Regions from separate parts of the Sus scrofa genome. Here regions 1 and 3 are each linked to region 2. The links are chromatin contacts, called in public Hi-C maps. All regions are on one chromosome and are shown on one strand. Each heading gives the region's core, a stretch centred on a gene start, on an enhancer-like site or on the middle of the called end of the contact. The rest is flanking DNA. Distances are from core to core; before and after follow the strand shown. Region 1 has its middle 260 kb from the start of NR3C1. Region 2 has its middle 100 kb from the start of NR3C1. Region 3 has its middle 300 kb from the start of NR3C1.

Region 1 (4,371 bases), core at 1,495-3,994, 160 kb after region 2:
TTGTTGTTGTACTTGTGGCATGTAGAAATTCCCCAGACAGGGATTGAGCCTGCACCACAGCTGTGACCCATGGCCTTAACCCACTGGACCATAAGGGAACTTCCTCCTCTTCATTTTTATGTCCTAGCTTCATCTGTTGAAAAGGCTTAGAAGCAATGATCATCCAGGAGAAATCCTGGCATTCAGATTGTGGTCTCTAAGTGCTCTGTCTCTCTACAAGGAACTGCATTCTTGGAAAAGGCTGGGTCTAGGTCTGGGATAGGCAATGAACGAGATAAGCCCAGGAAATCATGGTATGCTAGTAAGCGAGGAGGCCATCAAAGACGAAGAGGGATCGTGTCAAGAGACACAGGGGCCAACCATAAGGAGCTCCCACTGTACTGACAGAGGACAACTCGAATATCAAAAACGATCATTACAAGAGACCGAACACATAACATGTAATAATATTTAAAAAACAGTGTTTCCAGGGCACCACTTTACTGCTCTGAAAACTGATGATAAGTAAAGAGAAAGAGTCAAGCATTTATCTTGCTTTTCCTGCATTTCAGGGCAATCAAATGGTGGATGAGGTGGAGTCTCTGCAGAAAAACTCCAGCTCGTAAGGTAGGGCTGGTTAAGATCATCACCATTCTACAAGGAAATGCTAAAATGTTTGTCAAACGTGGATGGGAAATTCCTTTTAATGATTTTTATTTTTTCCATTATAGCTGGTTTACAGTGTTCTGTCCATTTTCTACTGTACAGCAAAGTGACCCAGTCACACATACATGTTTACATTCTTTTTTCTCACATGATCATGCTCCATCACAAGTGACTAGATATGGTTCCCAGTGCTACACAGCAAGATCTCATTGCTTATCCACTCCAAAGGCAATAGTTTACATCTATTAACCCCAGATTCCTAGTCCATCCCACCCTCTCCCTCTTCCCCTTGGCAACCACAAGTCTGTTCTCCATGTCCATGATTTTCCTTTCTGTGGAAAGGTTCATTTGTGCTGTATACTAGATTGCAGATATAAGTGACATCGTATGGTATTTGTCTTTCTCTTTCTGACTTACTTCACTCAGTATGACAGTTTCTAGTTTCAATTGTATAAAGGAGGGACCAGGTTGAGAACATATAAACCCACTCTTTCAATCTCTAAAAGTGGGGCAAAGAAATATCATATGCCTCAGAATATAATAAGAAAATATCTTACTTTATAGCACAGGGAACTATATCTGATCTCTTTAGATGAACATGATGGAAGATAATATGAGAAAAAGAATGCATGTGTTTGTATATACACATGTATGTACATATGTATATGTATTTATATATGTATATATGCATATGTGTATTATATATGTATGTGTGTGTGTGTATATGTGGGTCACTTTGTTGTACAGCAAAAACCGACACAACATTGTACATCAACTATATTTTAATAAAAAAAGAATTAAAAAAATAAAATATACAGTATCACCTATGAAACATTTTTGCCTAAAGCATGAACTAGAATCTAAGGAAGGCTCTAAATCTAGCCATCATTTATAAGAAATATGGATGAGAGAAGAACAAGTTAAATGATACTTCAATGAAGCAATCAGACAAATTCAGAATGTGTAGCAATCTAGAGGACAGATGGCTCAATTTTTCCCACAAATATATGGTATAAAAAGAGAGGAGCTGTTATAGAAGAGACTTAAGAGGTGAAAAACCCAACACATCTTGTGGCCATGTTTTAATGCTGACTTAGACCAGTCTTATAGGTATTAGACGGTAAAAAGGAATTTGTTTATTTTGTAGGATTGATAATAGCATAGTAACTATTCGAAATATTCCTGAGCATTAGCGAATGCATACTGGAGTGTTTGCATCATTGAAGTTGACGCCATGTCCAAAATTTACCTTCAGTGCTCTAGCCCCAGTCCTTGCCCAAATCGTATGAGGCCAGATGAAACAAGATTGGCATAGTGTGGATTATCGTTGAAGCTGGGTGGCGGGTCTGTGAAAACTGTTACATCACTCTCACTTCTTTGTGTGTGCTCGACAATTTCCATAATAAAACATTTAAAAAGGACACAGTTTCAGAGAAAGATGTGCTATGGTGTCTATATTCAGCCAAGCTTCATTTACTCCTAGGGGTTTCTCACTTTGTTTTCTCTGGGACTGGATACCGTCTCATTTAATTCCCGTTTTCCTGGTTCCCCAGTTTTCCTTGCAGTCAGCACATTTCTAATTCATTTATCTCTGGTTGTCTGCACAGGGGTCCTGAGATGGGATCCTGTAAATTTAACTAGCTTCCCATGCACTTAGATAACATACAACCCTGCCTCTTATGTTCTCAGTCATCTCAGGTTGCCCATCTTAATTTATTTTTCTTCCTGAGAAGCTTTTTCAATTTGTGTTGGATTTGTGGTTGAATTTCCTGATATACGATTCTTTCTAGGAAAGAATTTCAGGCATTCTTTCGAGATACAGTTTTAACCTTTTACATTTATAACCTCAAACAAACAGATGATTAATATTTAACTTATTTCATCACAGGAGAAACAGAAGGAGCTTCTACCTTACTTTATAGAAAGCTGCCTGCTGTTCACAGAACTTAACTCCTTGTAGGCAATGCTGGCATGGAAAGAGAGCTCACTCTTTATTTGCTTAGAATTCTGTATGCCAGAGTGATCATACATAACAGTCTCCAAGGGCATATCCCCAAAGAGGCCCCAGGACATCACACACTGGACTGGTATCGGCTACAACTGAGTCATGAATCACATGTCTGTTTACAGGCTATTGAGAAGGAAGCTGTTGACGATGGACAGTTAGTCCCTGTTTGCTGAGCACGTAGTACATACTGGGTTCCTCACACACCATGCCATGAATGACAGGGAAGAGTAATAAAAGCAGTTATTATCATGACAAAGATCATTTATGGGGCATCTATGTTCCCCTTGACATATTTTCCATTTGAACAGACAAAAGCCCTGAGGTTACCACAGCTATTTTTAAGTTGAGGTTAAGCAACTCCAGTTTACTCACCAAGCCGTGAACTCTGACCCCCAAACCTCTCTGCTGCCTCCACCTGCTTTTACCATCAGTCATTTGCATATGACTTGCATACTTTTTGCCACCTCGCATGCTGCTTGTATAATTATGCATGCAATATGCTTTCAATTGACATCTTTTTTCCATAAGTACACTGACCCGAAAAGGAAATGAAATATCACTGTTGTAAACAGAAAACTAATACCATTTTCCACGAATAGAAGGTAACCATATAAATAAATGCAATGACATTTGGGCGTCTGCAGCTTGAGACTGGCTCCTCTCCGATGGAGCAGACTCTCTCCCTCCTCTGCTTACCCCCCATGGACCTCACCACCTAAATCATCTTCTGCCCATTGGCACTGAGGGTACCAAACTCTAGGCAATGACGTGTGTGGCTTCAAACAGGTGAAGATATTCTGGATCATGGATCTCGGTTATAAAATGGAGCTAGAGTATAACCTCAATTATGTGCTGGCAAACACACCACTGACATTAAGCTTGAAAGCCTGAAAGAAAAGCTTAGTTCAAACAACTAGGTCAGAAAACAGACATGTAGAAAGAAACAGTGACTAAATGGGAAATCGCATTTCTTCAGAATTGTATTTCTTCAAATAAATTTTGACCATGTTCAGTTAGTTTCCCAGTGAGAGGGTATTTTACACATAGCTATGCATAACATGCAATATGTATGTATATTTGCAGGCATACACACACACACACACATATATAATGTGTATGTATATTTGTGGCCATACACATATGTATGTTTATACATATATACCTAAACCCTCACATGTACATCAGTCTATGTATCATTCCATTTATACTGGAAGGCTTATGCTGTGTATGGGCCCAACCTAAAACAACCTTGTAAATGACACTTGTGTATAGGCTACAGTCCTGATTTATGCACAAGAAAATAAATCAGGCAGAATGTCAATCATGGCCATTATCTGGCTGAATACTATACATTTATGAATTGGCATGAAGCTACCTCCTGACAGTTTTGGGTTGGCACGTGTATTGACAGATTCAAGGGGTAAGATACCATTCTAAAAACTTTGGTCTAAGACCACAAAGCTCTGCAGGCTGGAGTCGAAGGTCTTCAGATATTAAAAAAAAAAAAAAAGTTAAAAAGCCTCTCATTGGTGAGAAAAATTTCTTACTGGAAGGCAAAACAATTTGGTAGAAATAAAAGTGACTGTGGAGCCAGCTAGGCCTGCTGTGGGATCCCCACTTTCTACACGCTCTGAGACCACGGCTATGCCTTCACTTCCTTCTTCTCTAAGGGAGGAGAGTAGCTCCTCCATCAGAGGACTTGTATAAGATTAAACAAG
Region 2 (4,393 bases), core at 1,788-4,287:
CAAATTCAGGGTAGTGGTTGGTTATGGGGTCATGGTAAGGAAGTGCAAGGGAAGCTTTAAGTGAATTTGCAATTTTTTTTTTTAAAGCTGGGTATGCATGCTTGGGTGCACATTACAAACATTTTTTATAGTACTGAACTTTTTGTGATTGTGTTTGTGTCTTAGCCAGAGCTGATGGAGTGGGGTGGATATCTGACTAAACTAGACCAATCAGATTCTATCTTTTACATATTCCTAAAATATTTCTTTTTTTTTCAAAAAAAGGAAAAGGAAATAATAGCAATTGTGGCAGATAGCAGTGTTTAGCTGAGATATAGCTATCATAGATCTCACTCTTCCTTGACACCTTCTACTCAAAACCTGCTCAGTTTCTCTTGCATTAAGGTGACCATGAAACATAGCTCTAATGAATGACATATAAGCAAACATCTTCTTAGAGTTTTCTCAGAGAAAAATTTGCTTTTCTGACTAGCATAGACAGATCAAACTAGTAGCCTTGTTTTTCCCCTTTTCCTGCTTTTAACATGGATGAGATGTCTGGAGCTCTGACAGCCCTCTTGTAATCACGAGGAAAGGTCAAGCAAATCATAGCGACACCAGCCTTAACATCATTGCGTCAATGACCCAATGTCAGAAACAACTTGTCTGTAGACACTTTGCTATGTAAAAATAAATAATACTTTTCTACCTGTTTAAGACCCTGTAGATTGGAGTTTTTATCCCCCTTTGCTTTATAGGGCAACACCTGCAGCATACGAAAGTTCCCAGGCTAGGAGTCAAATCAGAGCTGTAGCTGCTGGCCTATGCCACAGTCACAGCAGTGTGAGATCCAAGCCACGCCTGAGACCTACACCACAGCTCATGGCAATGTCGGATCCTTAACCCACTGAATGAGGCAGAGATTGAACCCACATCTTCATGGATACTAGTTGGCTTTGGAACCTACTGAGCTACAATGGGAACTCCCTGGATTTTTTTTTTATTTAAGCCTTTCTGAATGATATGATCTTACGCTGTAAAGAAGTATTATTAAATTCCACCATATCCTGATTCAGTTTGCCAGTATCTCTTTTAGTGAGATCAGATTTTTATCCAATAGAAGAAGGTTGTCACCACTCTCATCTTAATGTAAATACTTACATTATTAAGATCCAAGATCAAGCTTGCTCTTCTGGCAGCCTAATAAACACTCGTGATTTATCCCAAACTTACTGTCAACAGGTCCCAACATCCTTGACTAGCAGTTTAAGGTTTATAGAGCAGTGATCCTTACAGGAGGAGGTATGATCTATTTTACTGATAAGCAGAGGCTCCCGCAGGTAAAGTTACTTTCCCTGAGGTCACACAAGTCACAGAATGCCTCAAACCCTTCTGTGAGAACATCTCTTCAGGGCTCGAAGAAGCCCCACGCCCCCATGCTTGCATTCTTAGTTATTTGGCTCAGGGATGGCTACCTGGTTGGAGCTGGACTGTTAACAGGATCGCTTTGGAATGCTTTCAGGACTGGAAACTGGCTCTGATTTCTTAGAATTCACCTCCATGCATAAAAAGTGAGACTCCAAGTCTAAATATTATTTTCGGAATGTGTTACTCTTACAGAGCTGGTGTGCACAGGTAACCAGAGATGCGAATGCCTTCTGTAGAAATTGGCGTGTTTCTCTTATTCTGTGCTCACACCTTACCTATATCCCTCCCCTGGTAAGCATTTCCATCCTGGCCCAATGCCACTGTGGCTAAGGTTCTCCATGCCTTTTCTTCTGTCTCCTGTTTCTGTCTCTCCACATTCAGCCCAACCTTTTCCTTCCTTCTTCCCTTCAAGCAGTTGTGTCCTACCACATCTCTTATTAGGAGGTAAGAAATTAAATTCTTTTCTAAATAATATGTACTCATTTTGCCTATGCATCTTCCTCTAGCCATATCTACGAAAGGAAAGCAATGGGGAGGAAAACACTCTGAGTTCCAAGAGAGGGAAAGATTTAACAAACAAATTGACTGCAAGTTATTAGGGATTGATTATATTTTCCTCCTGTGGCTATTAGTGGGTTTAAGGTAATTTTCACAAAAGGCAGAATTCAAGCATTAGGAGGAGAGATAGCTGTCTCTCTGGCAAAGAAGGGACAGCACCTGGGGCTGGGCTTCTCTGCATGTGCACAGGATTAGCCTTTGTGTAGAAACCAAAAGTTTATGCAATAACTTGGGTGGATCTTGTAATTTCATTCCTGAAGTGTGCAACAAACTTTTTCTCCTGAGAAAGCCTACATTTGAATGACATATTTGAGATCACAAGAGCCCTCAAATTTCAATTTTAATTAGCTGAAACAATCTGACATTTTTTGGTGTAGAAGCTGTGAGGCTTAATGATTATTTTCATCTCCAGAATAGTCTTTAGGAAAAACAAAATAGTTAAGGTAATTTCCATAAAGACTCACGTTCATGGCAGCAAACCGCATTGATAATTAAACCCATTTGGAGAGATGGGTATGGAATTCAACTAACATCTTGTTTCTCTGCAGGAAGCATTTCGATATCTCCCATATCGCTGACTGTCACTTGGGACTAAGAAAATTTTAGAATGTAAGAGGAAGATGGAAGAAGCTTCTTGGAAGCAAATAAAATAGCCTATTAGGTCACGGTGATCATGCAAGGAGTCCCTGTGGGTTTTGCATTGAGCTTGGCTTTATAGAAAATACAGATTGAGGCAATTAGTCCTTTCCAATTTTAAGCAAGCAGTAGCAATGGGAAGTATGCCAGGAGGGATGATTAAGGATTAAACAGCATGGGAACTTCATCAGAAGCTCCTCAGTTTTGTTGCCAGCACCTGATCTTTCTACATCAGCACCTCCTTGATTATGGAAGGTGGGGGTGCTTCTCCTGGACCCCACCCCTTAGCCCACTTACCGCTCAAGGGAAAGTTATGGAAGAGAAGGATCCTGTCTCCACCAGCTTCTAAGAGGGAACACAGCCAAGAGAGGCAGGAAGAAGCATGCTCACTTCCAACCTTTTTGGCAAGCTCAGGGGGAGCAAAAGCCATTGCCAATTCTATTTTTTAATACAGATTCAAGCAGGGTTGTGTCTACACATGCAAAGGGAAGTGCACAGTGCTCTGTGTTAAACAGCATAACACCTTTTTTTTAATTAAAAAAAAAAAGAAGCCTAAGCCTTTGCCCGACCATCCAGGTATTCGTTTTCCATATGGTTGGTCCACACGGCAGCGTGAGTCTGGAGAACCGCAGTGTCTCCTGCGGTCATAGGCAGGGGACCCAGTTGCATACCGCTCACCCCACCTATCACAGGTGGGCCAGGCACCAGCACCCGTAAAGGAACTCTCTTTCCTTCTGGAAATAAAGTTGAGCTCCTAGGTCTGGCGAACCTTGACATGCGAGGCACTTTGGTGCTCAGAGTTGGAGAGCCATCAAGGGAGAGGAAGATAACAAAGGGGAATCAGTGGGGGATAAATTAGGAGTTTGGGATTGACATATACACACTATTACATGTGAAATAGATAACCGACAAGGACCTACCTATAGCACAGGGCGCTATACTCAATATTTTTCAATAACCTATAGGGGAAAATACTCCGAAAAAGAATACATAATACAAACATGCATATATAACTGAATCACTGTGCTGTACACCTGAAACTAACACGGTATTGTAAATCAACTCTACTTCAATAAAACAAAAAAAGAAGAGGGAGGAGAGAGAGAGGAAAAGAATACTCGAGTCCCAATTCTCTCTCTAGCCTGGGAAGAGTTCCCACAGCCTGTTCCCCAATGATATTTAAAAAGTCAATTTGACATTTTCCATGAAAATTCAGACTCAACAGATCATACAGAGAGAAACACTGATTTATTTAGTTTGTACTACATTTTAACAGCCTTTTTATATTCTAGTTTTTTTTTTTTCTTCCCTTGGCTGCACTCATGGCCTATGGAAGTTCCCTGGCTGGGGATTGATCCTGCAAAGGCAAAGCCAGATGCTTAACCTGCTACACCACAGAGAGAACTCCTATTCACTGAAAATGTACCCTGGTCTGATGCCATCTCAAATAATGTCGCAATAGGCATCCTTATCCGTGGGCCTTTATATACTTGCTCAAGCTTCAGTCAAATTCTTAGAAGTGAAACTGATGGTCAAAGGGCGTTTGTCTCTTCTGAGTGTTCTGCCATGCTCAGCTGTGCCTGCTGAGTACACCGTGTGTGTTAAACAGGAGGCAGCACAGCACTGCCATCACTACAGCTTTGCCATCAGCCAGTGCCAGCTCTGCACCTCAGAGCCTGCGTGACCTTGTGTAAGTTATTGACCTTTCAAAACCAGAGTTTGCCATCTATTGACTAGAACAACACTAATCGCATATGAGGTCGCCATGGGCCAGGTACTGTTTTAAGTGCTC
Region 3 (4,466 bases), core at 584-3,083, 200 kb after region 2:
CATAGTTCCTAGTCAGATTAGTTTCTGCTGTGCCAAGATGGGAACTCCAAAAAGAATGAAATCTTGTCATTTGCAGCAACGTGGATGTACCCATGGGGTATTATGCCAAGTGAAATAGCTCAGACAGAGAAAAACAGATACTGTATGATTTTACTTGTATGTGGAATCTACAAAGACAAAACAAACAAAAACACAAAATAGAAAGAGATTCACAGATATAGAGAACAAACTAGTGACTGCTAGAGAAAAGAGGAATGCAGAGTTGGGTAGGACAGGTGAAGAGGATTAAGAGGTACACACTTACAGTTACAAAATAAGCAATCGGGACGTAATGCACAGCATAAAGAGCATAGTCGCTGATGCCACAGCAACTGTGTAGAGTGACAGAGGGTCACCAGACTCACTGTGGTGATCGGTTTGTATTGTATAAAATGCCTAATCACTATGCTGTACTCCTGAAGCTAATAAAATATTGTATATCAATTATGCTTCAATTTAAGTTTTTTTCAATTAAAAAAAAAGAATTTTCTTGGTCCTGGTCAAGATGGGAGCATCTATTCAGAAGCTTTGGCTCTTAATGTGCTACAACCCCCACCCCACCCCCCAGGGAGGTGATGCTAGTTAGGACATCCCAGCTCACTGGTGTCTCTATATGGACTTGTGTGGCAAGGGCACAGTGACTTAAGCCAGGCAACCCAGAGGCCCAATCTTGCCTTGTTGACCTATGAGGCTTGAGCCATTTTTTTTTTTTAATTTCTCCAACATTTAGAACATCTAGAAAATTGGAAAAAAAATTTCTGGACTTGGGGGAAGAATCAGAAGATCTGGCAACTCTGGGCCTGTATTCTTAGGTGGTCATACTTGGCTGGCACTAGCAGGGACTACCCCAGTGGCATGCAGTACCCACATGGTATGGACATTATTTTGTGTATTTTGTTTGCTCTCCCTGCTGCCTCCAGCGCTGGACCAAAACAGTCAGGCTTTTCCCTGTGGATCAGGATGTCTGCCCCATAAACACAGGACCCCTGGGTGTGGCCAGCTGAAATGGCCAGGGCTCCTGTGCCTATTGACTCCATCTCTACTCCCTGAGCCACAGAGACAGGCCCTTCTTCCACCGGAAATGGAGAGCATGAGCTTCCACAACACTGGGGAGCGACCCTCTGAGCCAATGGAAAGAAAAGCATTAATGAGAGCTCTGTTCATTTTTCTTTCTTTTCCCTTTTCTCGAGGACATTTCTGTTCTCCACTGTGTCCCTTGGGGGATTTTAAAAGACGTATTTGGGAGGGAGTTTCAAGGGAGACTCACAGATTTTAATGAGAAGGCTTAAAAGAAGCTGAGCCAAATGCTAGCAATTGTATTATAACTTGATTTCCTGGTCTGAGAAGGGCCGGCCCACAGCCAGGCAGGTGATGGCTAAGGTAGGATGACTCACATGGAGACGTGTGGAGATGACGACCCCAAACTTTGAAAAACCTAGTATTAACTCACATCAGGAAAGAGCCCCAAACATACATACTTGTCACCCCATTCCCCCTCACTCCTCCAATTGCGTTGTTCCATCTCTAAGTACCCTTTGTGCTAGGTTGTTTATGGGTCAGCAAAGTCAAGCAATCCTTTCCTATGCTCAGACGCCTGGTGGAAAAATGAGTGTGTGAGATTTTATACAGCAAAAAGGATCCTTCACACAATCTTGGGATCTCCTGTCCCTCATTTGCACTGTTCAATAAAGCAGATGTTTCCTAGCTCCCAAAACACAGCTTGAACTTTGAGCAGAATGTCGGCTCTGGGCCTTGATCTGGGTCTAGGCCAAGGCTACCTGTTTAAACTCTTCATGGAAAGAAAACCCTAATGAGCTCACCATGTGACAAACAGGCTATTTTAGTGTTTCCAAGAGAATTATTTGGTTGGCAGAATAACAAAATGCCCTCTTCCCAACTTTTCTTAACTTCTGGCCCCAGGGTGTCCATTGTTAACTATTAACTTTTCTATTAGTCATCGAGCTATGTGTTTAGAGATAACATACTTTGCTACTGATAGAGAAAACTTAACTCTAAAAGGAGGCATGCATGAGCCATCGTGTGGAAACCAGTATACTGTAGGATTAGGAACGGACTGTTGTTGCATTCATTTGCTAACTCTAAATCATTTCCTTACGTCAGTAAGAGCCCACAAGAGTTTCATTCATGCAATCTTCCATAAATATTTACTTACTACTTCATTTCTGGACTTGGGGAGTTGAGTGGTGACCAAAATCACCAAGGTCCTTGTCCTTAAGAAACTTTTTATCTAATGGGTATGGGAGTTGAGGATGAGGATATGGGATGGGCACTGATACAGTCAAAGAAGATAAAGCATACGCCCAACAGCAAAGTGACTAGGGAACGTGGGATGCTTAGATAAAGTGCTGAGAAAAAGCCCCTTTGAGAAAATGATACTAGTGTCTACTCCTGAATGATGAGAAAAAAGCTAGCCAGGACAAGGGCCAGGGGAAAGTGTTCTGGGTCAAGCTATCATCCAATGGCCAGGCCTTGAACTGGGAGGGAGAAAAGTCTGACTCATGAACACAAAGGCCAGAGGGTCTGGTGTGAAGGCAAAGAGGAGTACCAGACAGAACCAGGGAAGTAGGCGGGCCCACATCCCACGACGAAGCTGTCAGGAAGGATTTTCATCACATGGGGAGACACCTCTTGGGGACTTTGGACCAGGGCTGGCAGAGTACACCCTGAAAGTGAAATCTGCCCCTCTGCCTGGTTCGGAAAGTCAAGTTTTATTGGAACATACCTATGTCCAGTCATTTATATGTCTAAGGCTGCTTGTACACTAAATTGGCAGCGTTATAGAGTTGCAACAGAGATTTCTCCCACAAAGTTGAGAAATTTTAAAGATCTGGCTGGCCCTTTACTGTAAAGGTTTACCAACTTTTGCTGTAAACTATGCATTCTTACTGGGTTTGGGAGTGTTGCATTTGATTTATGTGTAACTGTCTACCATGTTGGCCTCACTGTCTCAAAAGACGCTAGGTAATACATTTAAGAGAATTTGCCTTAAAACAGGGATCAGACCCACTTGTATCAGCTGAGCGAGTAAACTACAGGGCCCAAGACTGTTTCTTCACAGGAAGAGGCTCCTATCCTGCAAGAAGTCTGTAAGCATGTTTGATTATTTTGGTAATGTGACACTGTCATCAAGGCGGTGTTTGCTGTCTTCCTGCTGCCCTCAGGATGCGGGAAACGCTCAGTTCTCCTGGTAGCAAGATGGCTACCATGAGCCAAAGATGGCAAAACTACAGGATCTCGTGCAGGACAAGATGTAAGATATCCAGCCATAAAGTAATTTGGGCATTTCCTCTCACATGCCTTTTTAATAGGGAAGAAAAATCCTCTGTGATGCATTGCTCATATCATCTATTTACATCTCGTTAGCTACATCAGCCTGTGTTCACACCAGTGTCTGGTAAGGAGCATGGACTTCCAGGCTTGGCTTTGGCTACTTAACATTCATTCCCCTGGCCGTCCACACACGCACTTGGAGAATGAACGCCCACGCAATCAGACTTCTACCAGCAAGGCAGGCAGACAAGAAAGGCAGAGAGCTGGGCAGCCAAGGGTACCTGTCCCAGGGTGGGATTTTAGTAAAACAATCCTGTGTCTATCCCTGTCTATTCAGAGAATTGAATGTAAAACTAGGGATCAGCAGAGAAACAAAAACGGAGCAAATCCTCCCACTGGGATGTGGATGGTACTGGTGGAATATGTTTGATTTAATGTAAATATCACCCAGTGTGTCCACAACAGGTTTAGTAATTCATTTCCACATGTGAAAAACTTGTTTTCAAGGCAACATATACATTTAGCCTTTCTCGTGAGTCATGGATAACTCTCTGCTGAGCTCGAAGAAACCGCCACTGTTTGAATGTGGACTTGTTTCAGTTGATTTTTGCAAGTAGAGGCTTGATACCACATTGGGCTTCTCTCCTTACCCAAACAGGTTCTTTCCAAACACACCTCTAGTTATGTGCATTCTTTACCTCTCCAGACGGCTGGAAACCACCTCCTCCTTGAAGTGAATCAGAGTTTAATTTTTTTTTTGTTCAGGAAAATCTCCCCTCTTGGGAAAAGATGCATTTGCCTCTTTAGTCTCATGTCTATGCCCCACATATTTAGAGTGCCTAGCAGCTGGCCCTGGGGAAGCTTGAAGTCTAGTTGTCAGGAGACTGAATTAATTGCTGTGTTAGTGGAATTTTCTGGGACATCCATGAAGTTATCTTAGAGGGAAATGTTAAAAAGTCAGGTTAGCTGAAAACCAGCAAAAACGAGACCAGAAAGAACTGTCTTGAGTTTTGTTGGACGAGAGAAATGTAAATAATATCCGAGGCTTGGTTTTGTTTGAATTTCTTTGATTATGTTTTTAATAGGGAAAATTACCTCAAAGGGGAAGTGACTGAAGTCCTGTGATAATAGTAGAG

Evidence for each region. A called contact is a pair of places that touch in the nucleus more often than the background predicts.
Region 1: a contact with region 2 is called in a Hi-C map of liver, with 1.7 times the contacts expected there. The contact joins two enhancer-like sites. A contact is called at or near these places in 3 of 47 Hi-C or Micro-C datasets (liver and skeletal muscle) and 2 of 2 datasets of contacts at active chromatin or transcription factors (alveolar macrophages and skeletal muscle).
Region 3: a contact with region 2 is called in a Hi-C map of liver, with 2.2 times the contacts expected there. The contact joins two enhancer-like sites. A contact is called at or near these places in 5 of 47 Hi-C or Micro-C datasets (heart right ventricle, liver and skeletal muscle).

What each region holds. Positions count from the first base shown.
Region 1 is chr2:145,187,332-145,191,702 of Sscrofa11.1, forward strand. No RefSeq gene overlaps it. Among named protein-coding and RNA genes, the nearest start is that of NR3C1, 260 kb to the left of the region's middle. Within about 2 kb of position 2,745, at least 7 of the 83 cell types and tissues checked have an H3K27ac peak or open chromatin away from gene starts, as enhancers often do. A contact at or near this core is called in alveolar macrophages, liver and skeletal muscle, where this site is marked.
Region 2 is chr2:145,030,509-145,034,901 of Sscrofa11.1, forward strand. No RefSeq gene overlaps it. Among named protein-coding and RNA genes, the nearest start is that of NR3C1, 100 kb to the left of the region's middle. Within about 2 kb of position 3,038, at least 5 of the 83 cell types and tissues checked have an H3K27ac peak or open chromatin away from gene starts, as enhancers often do. A contact at or near this core is called in alveolar macrophages, liver and skeletal muscle, where this site is marked.
Region 3 is chr2:145,228,183-145,232,648 of Sscrofa11.1, forward strand. No RefSeq gene overlaps it. Among named protein-coding and RNA genes, the nearest start is that of NR3C1, 300 kb to the left of the region's middle. Within about 2 kb of position 1,834, at least 9 of the 83 cell types and tissues checked have an H3K27ac peak or open chromatin away from gene starts, as enhancers often do. A contact at or near this core is called in liver, where this site is marked.